Regions from separate parts of the Sus scrofa genome. Here regions 1 and 2 are each linked to region 3. The links are chromatin contacts, called in public Hi-C and HiChIP or PLAC-seq maps. All regions are on one chromosome and are shown on one strand. The core of a region is the stretch at or near the end of the contact, and the rest is flanking DNA. Distances in the headings are between cores, read along the strand shown. Region 1 overlaps TAB1 (TGF-beta activated kinase 1 (MAP3K7) binding protein 1). Region 2 holds the start of TAB1 (TGF-beta activated kinase 1 (MAP3K7) binding protein 1). Region 3 holds the start of MIEF1 (mitochondrial dynamics protein MID51).

Region 1 (4,282 bases), core at 1,060-3,559, 74 kb after region 3:
CAGTGGGAAAACTCCCCCCCTTATTATTATTATTATTATTATTATTTTTTGTCGTCGTTGTTGCTATTTCTTGGGCCGCTCCCGCGGCATATGGAGGTTCCCAGGCTAGGGGTTGAATCGGAGCTGTAGCCACCGGCCTACGCCAGAGCCACAGCAACGCTGGATCCGAGCCGTGTCTGCAACCTACACCACAGCTCATGGCAACGCCGGATCGTTAACCCACTGAGCAAGGGCAGGGACCGAACCCGCAACCTCATGGTTCCTAGTCGGATTCATTAACCACTGCGCCACGACAGGAACTCCCCCCCCCCTTATTATTTTTAATTAGGAAAGAGCAGAAAGATTACTGTCCTGCCAGAATCAGAGACGGAAGGAGAAACACAACCTGAACTTGTCTGACCAACCCAGCCGGCCAAGGTCAGGTAAAGGCAGCTTCCTTTCAAGGTCATCCCTGAAGTGACGGCCTTGAGGTCCTGCTTGAGTGACGACAGTCTGACGACAATCCGAGGTGTAGGAAAACTGAGCAGCTCCCACTGGCTAAGAACCTATGTCTACCACGCCTGGCCCTCATCACAACCCCACAAAGGACGCTGTCGGCATCTTTATTTTGGTGAAGTATCCGCCGCTCAAAAAGGAAGTGAAGGATGCGGTGGAGCACAACCTGGACGGGCCTTGCAACTCCTCCACCGGGACCGTGTGTACCAGGCTGCGCTCCGGCCGCACCCCTTCTGGGCTTCCCTCCTCGGCCTGGGCCCTTCCGGGACAGCGTCCAAGGCCACACATCCCTACGGAAATTCACTTCTCTTACCTCTTCCCGTCGGCTTTGCTCAGGGCCCTGGGGACTGATACTGCTTCAAGCTCAGACGAGCAGAGCTTTGGGTGGGATGGGTGTTCTTGGAATTCTGGTTTTTATCTTCCCCCAACTTTGAGCGCAGATTAGATATCTGGTGCAGTGCTCTGGGTCCCTGACACTTAGGAGCTGAACAGGAGGGCTGGCTGAGTCCCCGAGGGTGCCACACCTTGTAGACGGGCCAGCCGTGCTCCGCCCAGGCCTGGCTCACCTGGTTGGCCTGCCCAGGCCCGTGGGCTGCCTCCAGGGCCTTGTATAGCCCCTCGGACATCAGCACCAGGAAGCCGGTCACCCCGTCCAGGGGCTGTGCACCGTGGATTTCCGGCTCTGCGATGATCGGCTTGGACTTGGCAGCGCTGCGGGAGGAGAGCGGAGGGGAGAGCTATGTTTGGAACAGCCCCTGGGGACATTTATTCTGGTGAGAAGAATATGCACCCAGAATGTAAAATAAAACACATCTTGATAAAAGGAAAAGGAAGAGAGGAAGGAAAAAAAAATCAGAAAAACAGACCTGTCCTCTCTGAGAGCAGCTGCTAAAATAAAGCTGAGAGGGCCAGTGGGCAGTGGGGCTCAGAATGGCCAAGGTCAAATGCCTAATCCTGGCCCCACTCCATGGAGCTTGTTCACAGAGCCAGGGGTGACAGAGGGAGGGTGGGACGGAAAGAGGGAAGGGTTCGCTTTTATTTATTATTTAAAATTTTTATCTTTTTTGTCTTTTTAGGGGCCTCACCCGCAGCTTATGGAGGTTCCCAGGCTACGGGTCCAATCAAGCTCTAGCTGCCGGCCTACACCACAGCCACAGCCACGCCAAGCCGCGTCTGTGACCCACACCACAGCTTTCGCCGGATCCTTAACTCACCGAGCAAGGCCAGGGATCGGACCTGTGTCCTCATGGATACTAATCAGATTCGTTTCCGCCAAGCCATGACGGAAACTCCCGGATTCGCTTTTAAAAGGCACTGCTCGTGAGCTCCCATTGTGGCTCAGTGGTTAACAAATCCGACTAGGAACCATGAGGTTTTGGGTTTGGATCCCTGGCCTCACTCAGTGGGTTAAGGATCCAGCGTTGCCAAGAGCTGTGGTGTAGGTCACAGATGCGGCTCGGATCCCATGTTGCTGTGGCTGTGCGGAAGGCTGGAGGCTACAGCTCTGATTAGACCCCAAGCCTGGGAACCTCCACATGCTGTTGATGCGGCCCTAGAAAAGGCAAAAAACAAAACAAAAAAAATAAAATAAAAGGCACAAGACACTGCTCTTGGGCTCCTCCAAGCTGACTCAGCCCCCCACCCCCCGCCCCCAATCCAGCTGCAAAGGGTTCATTTACTGACGCCCTGTCAGAGCCAGTCAATGTCAGGAAGCTCCAACATGCGCACACGCACGCAGGGCCCGGACAGAGAGGATGTCCCAGCAGTGGGAATTGAAAGAGCAAGTCTGGAAACACCCTGAGAATCCATCGGCAGGGCGGGTTAGGTGTGGCCACTGTTACCAAGAATGCTGAATTGTATTGTGCCAGCATTGTAGCTGTGCAGGAATGGGGGAACGGGCCCTGTGAGCACAAAGTGACGTGCAGAACACTAGGCTCGGAGCGCCCCCACCAAATACACACACACGTGCACACATGTGCACACACACCCATTTTCCCAATCAGCGATCTCACACAGGGTGGCCAGGGCTCAGCATACAAGCTCCGATGCAGACTGCCTGGCTTCAGGTCTGGCCTCAGTCCACTATTACCCCGAGACCAGGAGGCGGCCCAACGCCTGCATGTGTCAGCTTCCTCCCGTGCAGACCCCTTCCGGGTAAGCGCGGCACCTACCTCATAGGCCCGAGGGAAGACTGAACAAGAGAATGGATGAAAAGACCTGCGCGCAGGCTTGATGAAAGGCTCGCTTGCTGTGGCACTGGGTGGCACCCAGAAGGACACTTCATCTGGCACCCCCGCCCCAGCCCAGCCATGACAACACTGACCAAGAGGCCTTTGGTCCGTCTCTGCTCACACCGGGCAGCTCATGCCAACTCTGGCCTCTCTTGCTGGGTCCGTGACTCTGGGTGCTGTCCTTGGCTTTGGCCCAGAGCCCCAACTTGACCTTTTGCCAGCCTAGCTCTAGAGGACCCCAACTCCTTGGCCCACTGGGTCCAGGGCCTGCCCCACACCAACCTCTCTGGAAGGACAAAAGCATCCCCTTGGGCTCTGAACTTCCAACTGTACCTTTTGTCCTAGAGCCTAACGTCTGTGTCCGCCCCAGGCCCTCTGGTCTTGCAAACACACGTGGGGCAGCTGGACCAGCCCCTACCTGAGTAGGTCGATGTCAGTGTAGCCGTACTTGACCTTGTAATCCCCAATCCGCCTGGTGCTCTCCTGCCCACAGATGACCCCCACCTGCTTGAGCTTCCCTGCGTCCAAACCTAGAGGGAGAGCAACACAACTGCAGCCTTTGTTCAGAAAGAAGGTGCTACAGACATATCAGTAAAAACAAGGCAACAGGACCCACTGAACAGGAAGTGCGGGTGTAGCAGGGCGCCTTGGAGGGCGGCTCACCCCAAGTCCGCCAGGGCCCTAAGCCCCTACCCCCATCAGAACACTCCTCGCTCAGAGCCACCCCCCACCCCACGTGAGAGCAGATCCGACACGGCTCAGCCCGGCTCCCTCTGCTGCCCAAGCTTCCGGGAGGGACAGGGTGGTGCGGCGGCCAGAACCCCACGCCTCCTCTGGCCTCTCCGTCCCCACCAGTAACAGTGAGTGCCTGCCTCCACGTGCCAGGGACTCTTGGCAGCATTTCACACGTTTTAACTCTTTCAAGCCTCGAGATACCCTGGGGTAAGCATTACTGTTATCGTCATTACACAGAAGGGTGACTGAGGCACAGAAAACTCGAGTAAGTTCCCAAATCGCCAACTAGGAAGTGGCAAGAGCCGGGATTCAACCCCTGGCAAGCTGGTCCCAAGCCCCAAGGTCACAGCCCGTCCACTCCATGCCTCCCTCTCCACGGCCACCAGCAGAAGGCAAAGGGCGAGCCAGTGGGGTCGACACCCCCCCTCGCCCCCCGGCCTGCGTCGTCCTCGCCCCGCTCACCCAGCTGCGAGAGCCGGAAGAGCTCATCCTCGTTCTCGGTGGTGTGGTCCATGTTCAGCTGCGTCACCTGCAGACCATCCACCGTGGATTTGCATAAAAGCGCCCGGTTCGTACCTGCAGCAGCATGTGAGCAGCTGAGCAAAGACTGAGAGCACAGGGCAGACAGGACACGTCGAGAAGAGGGAAAGACAGGCATCTCACACGTGGAAATCCCTGAAATGAACTCAGAGGACAGGCTCAGACCACGGGAGCGATCACCAGGCAGGGAGAGCGGATGGTGTTAAGGGATGGATTCGGTGAAACCTTCCAGTGTCATCCGAGGATGGCTGAGGATGATTTTAACAAGAGACCTGTTGTCT
Region 2 (4,036 bases), core at 301-2,800, 91 kb after region 3:
ACAAGAGTTACCACATCCAGCATCTGCCACCATCTGGCCAGTATTTATTACACCATGGACACTTAGTTAGGGCCCCTGCCCTTCTACAGAAGAGAGGGCCAGACCTACCTAACCCACTCAAGTTTAAGGCCGACTTGCCAGGCAGTAGTAAAATAAAGGGGCAGTCAGAGAAGTGGAGGGGAAGAGAGCTAACCCCACCAGGGAAAGCTGGGAATTGCTGTCCTGGAAGAGCAATTTCATCGGGAACCCACATAAAGCCTCTCATTAGTATACAGCCACGAAGGTCACCCCTTTCCCTCCAGTTCTGATGCTTTAAGACCCCCAAGGGCAGGAAGGCCAAGGCCTGCTGCATCTCTGTAAGGCCAAGGCTGAGCACTGGATCTGCTTCAAATGCTTAACTCATTCCTTTACAAAGAAGTTACTGAATGCCTGGCACCTACCAGTGTGGTACATGCTTGGCGACACTATTCATTGTAGATCACACGTCCCTCTCTTCAAGTTCACTTTCCAGTAAAAGAGGCAGACAAGTCCACAGGAAAGAACATCAGATCGCCACATCTAAGAAGGGCCCGGAGGGTCCTGCAACCTGCCCTGGCTGGTCAGAATACTTCCATGGTGCCAACATGTGTGTGTGCATCTATGAGCAGATGTGTCAAAAGGATGCAGGGGCTGGAAGACATCAGTGACAAACCCAGGAGGATTCAGGCCAGGGAGAGGGATGAATTTCAGGACAATCTTCCCACTGCCTGCTTACCTAAAGGATAAGGAAACTGAGGCCAATGGAGGCACAGCTAATTAGAGCCGGGACCAGAACCCAGGCTGCCAGTCACTCCTTTCTAAAGCCTAGAGGTTAAGAAGGTTTCTGGAATCAGAATCACTGATTTCCTAGCTCTGCCACTTACCAGCTGCGTGACCTTGGGCAAATGACCACCTCTCTGTGCCTCAGTTTCCTCATGTGTAAAACAGGAAGAATTACCGTACCTATCTCAAGGGATGATGGGAAAATTAAACTTACAAATGAAAATGTATTGGCACAAAGCGTGGGATTCAATAAGGGATACCCAAGTGGCTGCTGCTGATTATTATCCTCGCACGACCGGCTCAGCGAGCCGGGCTGCCTCGCTACCCCCAGCTTCCTCGGCTGTCGCGCGCCACTGTCCCTGCGGGCTCAAAGCGCTCCCACCCTCGTCGGGCCCTTGACGTTCCCGGCCGCCGCACCGCGAATCCGAGCTCCCCACGGACCGGCAGGCAGCGCGCACGCGCAGGCCTTGCGGGGCCACACGCGCCCCAGGTTGGGAATGAAGGGGGCCGGCCCGGGAAAGGAAAGGATGGCGGCCAGACCCCGCCAAAGACGCAGAGGCGGCCCAAAGGCGGAGAGGGAGCTGCGCCTGCACCCGACAGGCTCCCCCCTCCCTGCCCCGGGCTCCCGACCCCCAGCCCGAAGAGCGGGTCGGTTCCTCACACTCTGCAGCAGACTCCTCCTCTGCGCCGCCATCTTGGAGGGACCCCCGCTGGCGCGCCCGCCTCCCGCAGAGCAGGCGAGAAGGGCGGCTAGAGCGGCCCGGAGCCGGCCGGGAGGACCGCGCTGCCACGGAGCATGCGCCCAGCGCCACCCCAAGGCCGAAGCGGGATGCGGCCGTCGCAAGGCGAGTGCGCAGGCGCGCTTTTCCAGCCTTTATTTTGCAGTAGGTAAAGGTTTTCTGTGTTGTCTCTCGTCCATCTTTCAGCGCCTCCTCCAGGGTTCCTTTCCGGTGGGACTCCTAAGGCCCTGGATTAGGGTGCTTTGTGAGCCCTATGGGAGCGAGGGAGGGCGAATTAGTATTCACTCAATAAATGTTAATTGGGTAACTGTGTCTGGCCCTTTAGGGTGAAGCAGCAAAACCAGACAGGCCCTCAAAAAGCTAACATTTTAATTGGGGAGGACAGCATTTACATGGGTAAGGCGTCTCGAGTGGTGCTGCTTGCTAGGAAGAGAGTTTATGGATGTGGTAGGCAGGTAGCGGGCCTCAAGGAGAGCGGGAGGGGACAGCTAGCGCACAGGGCACGAGGAAAGGGAGCAGGGTGGGTTCAGGAAGCCCGCGTGTCACAGAAGGCCCTGCTGCTGGAACAGAGATGGAGGAAAGAGTGAGGTGAAGGGGGTAGAGGGCAGGCTCTGATCTTGCCGCCCCAGGCAGGAGTTGGGCTATTCATCTGGAGGACAAAGGAGAGTTGACTTCTGAGCAAGCTATTGACATCATTCTGTTGGTAGAAAGATCCCTTTGACTACTGTGTACAAAATTGGTGTTCAGAAGAGGCTTGGAGGAGGGACAGGAAGACCAATTAGGAGATTCTTGTTCTAGATCTAGGCAGTGGGTGAGTTTTATTTAGGAGATGAAATTGTCAGGGTGTGATCATGGATTGCTTGTGGAGGGTGCCGGGAAGAGATGTGTCAAAGTTTCTTCCAGATTTCCTTTTTTTTTTTTTTTTTTGGCCACGACATGTGGAATTTCCAGACCAGGGATCAAACCCACACCACATCTGTGACAACACTAGATCCTTAACCTGCCGAGACACCAGGGAACTCCAAAGATTCTTCTGGATTTCTAGCAAGACCAGCTAGGTTTGAGGATAGGGAGAAATTTCCATTTGGACATGTTGAGTTTGAGGTGCTTCTGAGATGTGTAAGAAAAAAAGTCCGGGAGTTCCCGTCATGGCTCTGTGGTTAACGAATCCGACTGGGAACCATGAGGTTGCGGGTTCAATCCCTGGCCTTGCTCAGTGGGTTAAGGATCTGGCGTTGCCGTGAGCTGTGGTGTTGGTTGCAGATGCGGCTCGGATCCCGCGTTGCTGTGGCTGTGGTGTAGGCTGGTGGCTATAGCTCCGATTAGACCCCTAGCCTGGGAACCTCCATGTGCCACGGGAGGGGCCCTAGAAAAAGGCAAAAAGACAAAAACAAACAAACAAAAAATCACTCCCTCAGTCATTTTTTTTCTCGCTGCACCCACAGCACGCGGAAGTTTCCTGGGCCAGGGATCAAGCCACAGCAGTGGCAATGCCAGATCCTTGACCTGCTGAGCCACAAGAGAACTCCCCTTCAGTCATTTTTGGTCATTTAAAACCATAGTTACTGTTTGGAGTGACCTTTCCAAGGGCAGGAACTGCGGCAGTTCAGCCCTAGGTCTCCTCACAGGCCCCAGAGAAGCTGCTCAGTGAATGTGTGTGGCATCAAACTGGGGGAAGAGTGGGAGATGAATGGGTACATTGATAGATGAGGCACCCAGAGGACAGGCAGTCCCAAGGTCCCCAAGTGACTTACAGGGCAGCTGGAACTGGGACCTGGGACTTCCAGACACCCCAGCCCATGCCTCTTTCCGTCCCTGGCCCCCTGACCCACGCACTGTGATGGGTCCTCGTTGCCCAATTCCGTGGGTCTGATTTTCTAGGGAGTAGGAAGACTCAGCGTGGCACTTGGGAGAAGAATGAAGACAATGCCTGCCTGGCACTGAGCTCCGAAGGGTGGGGCGGATACAAGGACCTCTGCTGTGGACACACCCCCTTCTTTTCTGGGGACGCGGTGCCTGGGAACCAAGCTGTAAAGTGGATCCTGTTTTCCTCGGGACAACCCTCTGGGTCAGGGTTTGCAATCAGTCCATGCCATGCTTCTGCCAGTGGAACAAAGACACCACAACCACTGACCTTGATGTCTGTTTAAACAGCCAGGCATCAAGCTCCAGGCACCAAGGTGGGCAGGCCACCTGGCGGAGACAAGGGCCAGGCTATCTGATGCTCTAAAAAGCACACACATGGCCTGGGATGTCAGATAACTCCATGCCACCACACTGTGGCCTTTCCAAAGCCCCGACTGCAGAAGAACAGATAGAGCCAGCCACCTTCTGGGAACTGAGACAGGCTGTGCCGGGAGCTTGGATCCAGCCTTTGTCGTAAGGTCTGCAGCCAGTCTCTCTGTGCCTCTAGCCAGCTGCCCACGGAGCCCACAGATGCCATCAGTCCTTTGTTCAGCCTCACGCAGCCCCGCAGCATCTTGTTTGCAGATAAC
Region 3 (4,561 bases), core at 634-3,133:
AGACTGATACAGCAGTTCTTCCTCTCGGTCTCAGAGACACCCCACCTCACCCTGCCAAGGTCACGCTATGACTTGGTGGCAGGGATGGGACCAGATCCTAGCCTGCTGACCCTGCTCCTGGGAAACTACAGGTTATGCAGAAAGACCAGGGCTTGGCTCTTGGCTATGCCACTTACTTGCCACGACTTCGAGCAAAGTACATGACTTCCAGCAAAGTACATAACGAGCATCAGGTTCCTCGTTTGCAAAAACATTGATAATGCTATCTAGGTTTATATGTTGCTATATAGTACTTATCACAAAGGGTTATTTTAACAATTGCCTGAGATATTGTTCGCAAAGCACCTGCAATAGAACCTTACCCTAAGGGGGCGTCTAGGTGGGTTGAAGCTAAGGGCTCTCAGTCATAACTGAATCCTAGCACCACCACTTATGAGCCGATGACCTTTGGCAAGTTCCTTCACCTCTCTGTACTTACCTTAGTTCCTTATGTGTAAAAGGAGGATTAAAATTGTATTTTCCACATGGCCGGTAAGAGGATGAAATGAGTGAATGTATGTGAATGTGGTTAGAACAGCATTTGGCATCTACTAAGCAGTCTATCAGGGACAGCTATTATTAGGGTTACCTACTCTCATCTGTATTCAATGGAGCTACACATAAACTGTCACAGTCAGTCCTTACACAACAGCAGGGGGTTATCATTTGTAAAGTGCTTTGTCATCCCTTATCACATGTAAGTTGAGGAACTTACAAACTGGTCCGGGTTCACGTCAAGCTTTAACACTTACTGTTTACTAGATATCATGCGAGGGCTAAGCAGGTCCCACGTGACAACTCATCCCGTTCTAACACACCACCAGTGTCATCGGTATCCCCATTTTAAGTAGAGAAAACTGATGCTCCCAGAGGGAAGTAACTTGCCCACAGGCACACAGCTGTAAAGAGGGGGTGCACGCGTGTCCCCAATTCTGCCTGCCTCTGTAATGACAGCTACTACCATTGGCTAGGAGCTTACCAAGTGCACAGCACTTCTAGGTGTTCTACAAACTTTCCCAGCACAGGGCCTGGCACATACTAAAGAGGGAACCCTCAAAACGTCCTTCTGTGGAAAAAAATGATGATGACCCTTGTTTCTGAAATACAGAAACGAGAAGGAGTGGGGGAAACATTTGGTAAAAACGTCTGGACTTTGGGCCCCAAACCAGCTAGCCATCAGCCTCCGGCCTAGTGCTAGCAGCCATCCCCGTCCCTTTTTCCTCAACTGCAGAAGAGCACCCCTCAGCCCCCCTTAAGGGTCTCCCGCAGCAGGAGATAAGTCCAGAAATCAACAGGAAAAGTGCTTTATGAAGTAGGAAGCGACTGTCACGCCAGAGCTGTTACTACAAGGTCGAGCGGCGAGTGGGCGGCTGGGCCCCGGCGGGTCCCCAGTTTCTTCCCCGACCCCGCCTTCGCACCGAGCCGAAGAGGGAAGACCCCGAGGCTGGGGCAGGCCGGCTCAGGCCCCCCCGGGAGGGCTCCGGAGGCTGGGGCGGGGCCAACGAGAGGCCTCAGGGGGAAAGCCCGGCAGGCTAGGGCCAGACCCCCGGCGGCCAGGTCGGTAGCCAGGGCCGGATAGGGAGCACCGGCCGCGGCCCTGAGAGGAAAGGCGGCGAGCCCCCAGCCCTGGCCCTCACTCCTCCCCTCACTTACCTGCGGGCCGCGCGCGCGCTACCACTCCTCGAGTCTCGCCTCTCGCCCGGTACCTCTCCTGGGGTCACCCGCCAACATGGCCCCTTCACTTCCGGGACACGACCTTGCGCACGGAGCTGAGGGGAGGGATCGAAGAGAGCCTGGAGGCAGGGGGAGGCGGGAGGACTTCCGGTTTCCCCCGCCTAGGCCTCTCTCGGGGCGGGGCCAGAGCCACGTCGGGCCACGCCCCCTAGCTCGGCTCCGCCCACAAGCTTGAGTCCCGCCTCCGTACGTGACAACACAGAGGGTCCGGCCTGCTGAGGGCCTCGCCTACGCGGCGGTCCCAGGCGTCGTCGTCCCGCGGAACAGAGCCAGGGAAAGCTGGGGGAGGCAGCTGGGCGGGGTAGTCACCCACCCTGCTGCCAGCACCGTGGTCTGTCCGGGGGGTCTGGCCAGGCCCCAGCACTGTCTGCCCATCTCGAGCTGGAACCATGAGGGCTCCTGGGGGACTTTTAACACTAACAGTATTCCCTATCGTGGCTTTCACAGCTCTTCCATTTTCTCAGATTGCCTTCTTTTCAACCCTCCATGCCGTTCCCGCTCCCCTGGCAAAGACCTACCTTTCAAGGACCACCTCAACTGTCCCCTGTTGAAGTCTTTTCCCGCCCCCTTTCTCATCCAACATTAATGTCTCCTTTGGGCTCCACGGAAATGTCTGCTGACCACCTAGGGCTTCACTCCTTAAGTTAACAAAACGTGTTATTGGCGCCTGTTATTTGCTAGGCACTGTTTTTTTAGTTTCTGTCTCACCAGATTTAAGGGCAGGAGCCATGTCCTTACGGAATCCCTAAACCCCCTTCCCCCCAGAGCCTAGTTCAGTGTCCGGCTGAGGAAGGATAGTCTAGGAGGGGAGGGGAACAGGCAGGCTTTGGAATCAAGCCCAGACAGCTCCAGTTCCAGTCCCAGTTCCACCACTTAAGGACAGCTGCCTGCCCTCTGGCAAGTTTCCTAACCCCTCCCAGCTTTTGTGTGGATTAAAAGGCATCTGGCAGGACAATTGCCCACCCTTCCATTCATTCTTGCATAAATCCTTGTTTTGCAAGCACTGCCACTGGCACTGCAGAGAATACATCAAGTCCTCAGATTCTGGTGGAGGCTGATGTCAGAGGAGGTGATAAGAACCGGGAGAAACTTGAGAAACTTACTGGATGAGAGGATGAAGGGAAAGGAGTTGCCTTTTTATGTGGAGTGTTGCCAGAAGGCCTGTCTGATAAGGGAACCTGGAGTAGGACCTGAGGGAGGAGCATTCCAGGTGTTGGCCCTCAGGTGGGCCCTTAGGCTCAGCTGTCCTAGGAGCAGAAGAGAGGGGACCAGTGCCAGGGGAGTAGAGTGAGTGAGCAAGAACTGGGGAAGACGCAGGACTGCAGGTCCTTTTCGGGGCAGGGGAGGGGAGACTATGCTGAGGCTGGAGCCACCAGAAGATTTGGAGCTAAGGAGGAACACGACCTGACCATTTGTTTATGGTGAAAAAATTATATTTCAAATTAGCCAGCTGGACTCAGTTTAGATGATCCCAATTTTTTTGGCACCACCCAAAGCATCACAGGCAGGGGCCAGTTAAACATATACCTTCTTCTCTTCATCAGACCCCATCAGGGTGTTGGCCTTGGCTATGCGATGTCATAAAAGCATCTTCCCAGCCTGTCTGACACATGTGTTGGTCGCCTTGACCTCCACAATGAACACAACTATGCTTCTTCTTTTTTTTTTTTTTTTTGTCCTTTTGCTATTTCTTTGGGCCGCTCCCTCGGCATATGGAGGTTCCCAGGCCAGGGGTCTAATTGGAGCTGTTGCTGCCGGTCTACGCCAGAGCCACAGCATGCGGGATTCGAGCTGCATCTACAACCTACACCACAGCTCACAGCAATGCTGGATCCTTAACCCACTGAGCGAGTCCAGGGATCGAACCCACAACCCCATGGTTCTTAGATTTGTTTCCGCTGCCCCACAACAGGAACTCCTGACCACTTCATTTCTGAGCATTAGGAAAGAGCCCATGCTCAGCCCCTGGAAGGTGTCCCCCTTCCTGCAACAAGAGGGCAGGTGCTTCTTCCTTAGTTTTGGTACCGTCTCCACGAAAAGGGCCCCTGACTTCTATTTTCACAGGATCGGTCTGGCTTGAGACAAACAGAACGGTGCCAGGGCTAGAGCAGAGAGACTGGGCAAGAGGTTGCCAAGCCCCAGGGGAGAGAGAACAGAGGCTCAGGCCAGGAGGTAGCCATGTGGAGGGGAGTGGTCAGATCCAGGAAGTATTAAGTGGTAGAACCACAGAATCTCCTGATGTGGGGGTGCGACTGAAGAGCCAACCACAGTCTCTAGGTCCTGCCTGAGCCATTGCTCTGCTGCCCCCCTCACCACCCACCAGCCTATCTTGGAGCATCTTCCAGGCTCTTCAAACTGCGAAAAGAAGGCAGTTTTCCAGGTGCCTAAGTTCACTTTGGTGAAGGAAGACTTCCCATGACATAAGGGGCCCCATCCATCCTGGGGATACTGTGAACCCCTGGAACCCCTGGTAGGAAAGGGAGAGGTCCAGATGGGGGCCTTGAAGAGGCTCCAGATTCAGGAGTAATAGTTGCCTGTGACACCTGGGATTTTAGGCATCATTCTTCCCAGAGCTGGCTTGGTGTGAAGGAAACACACTGAGATGGCACCAGCCCTTCTGATTCTGGGAAGATGATACTGGAATCCGGATTCTGGTTCACGGCCGTCAAAGAATGATCTCAGTGAACACACAGGCAGCAAGCAAGCAAAGTCTTTATTAAAGAAAAGAAAATAGCTCCCAGGGCTGCTGGGCGGGGGAAAGAGCCCCCTTCTTTATTGTCCTAGAGGG

What was found. Hi-C and Micro-C count contacts between places; a contact is called where the count stands out from the background. HiChIP or PLAC-seq counts read pairs in DNA pulled down with a chosen protein or histone mark.
Region 1: a Hi-C map of retroperitoneal adipose tissue shows a contact between it and region 3, with 1.7 times the contacts expected there. The contact joins the enhancer-like site here to the promoter of MIEF1 in region 3. A contact is called at or near these places in 10 of 47 Hi-C or Micro-C datasets (blood, embryonic fibroblasts, epiblast stem cells and 4 more) and 2 of 2 datasets of contacts at active chromatin or transcription factors (alveolar macrophages and skeletal muscle).
Region 2: an H3K27ac HiChIP or PLAC-seq map of alveolar macrophages shows a contact between it and region 3. The contact joins the promoter of TAB1 here to the promoter of MIEF1 in region 3. A contact is called at or near these places in 4 of 5 promoter capture datasets (fetal liver, fetal skeletal muscle and liver), 27 of 47 Hi-C or Micro-C datasets (adipose tissue, alveolar macrophages, blood and 15 more) and 2 of 2 datasets of contacts at active chromatin or transcription factors (alveolar macrophages and skeletal muscle).

What each region holds. Positions count from the first base shown.
Region 1 is chr5:8,833,697-8,837,978 of Sscrofa11.1, forward strand. TAB1 (TGF-beta activated kinase 1 (MAP3K7) binding protein 1) reads right to left here. Exons shown (of 11, transcript NM_001244067.1): 6 at 3,924-4,037; 7 at 3,145-3,256; 8 at 1,062-1,206. LOC110260641 (a long non-coding RNA gene) reads left to right here. Exons shown (of 3, transcript XR_002343890.1): 3 at 329-420. Among named protein-coding and RNA genes, the nearest start is that of TAB1, 17 kb to the right of the region's middle. Within about 2 kb of position 2,310, at least 6 of the 83 cell types and tissues checked have an H3K27ac peak or open chromatin away from gene starts, as enhancers often do. A contact at or near this core is called in retroperitoneal adipose tissue, where this site is marked.
Region 2 is chr5:8,851,226-8,855,261 of Sscrofa11.1, forward strand. It overlaps TAB1 (TGF-beta activated kinase 1 (MAP3K7) binding protein 1), which reads right to left and starts at 1,551. Exons shown (of 11, transcript NM_001244067.1): 1 at 1,463-1,551. The coding sequence starts at 1,495.
Region 3 is chr5:8,760,204-8,764,764 of Sscrofa11.1, forward strand. It overlaps MIEF1 (mitochondrial dynamics protein MID51), which reads right to left and starts at 1,884. Exons shown (of 6, transcript XM_001929366.6): 1 at 1,693-1,884.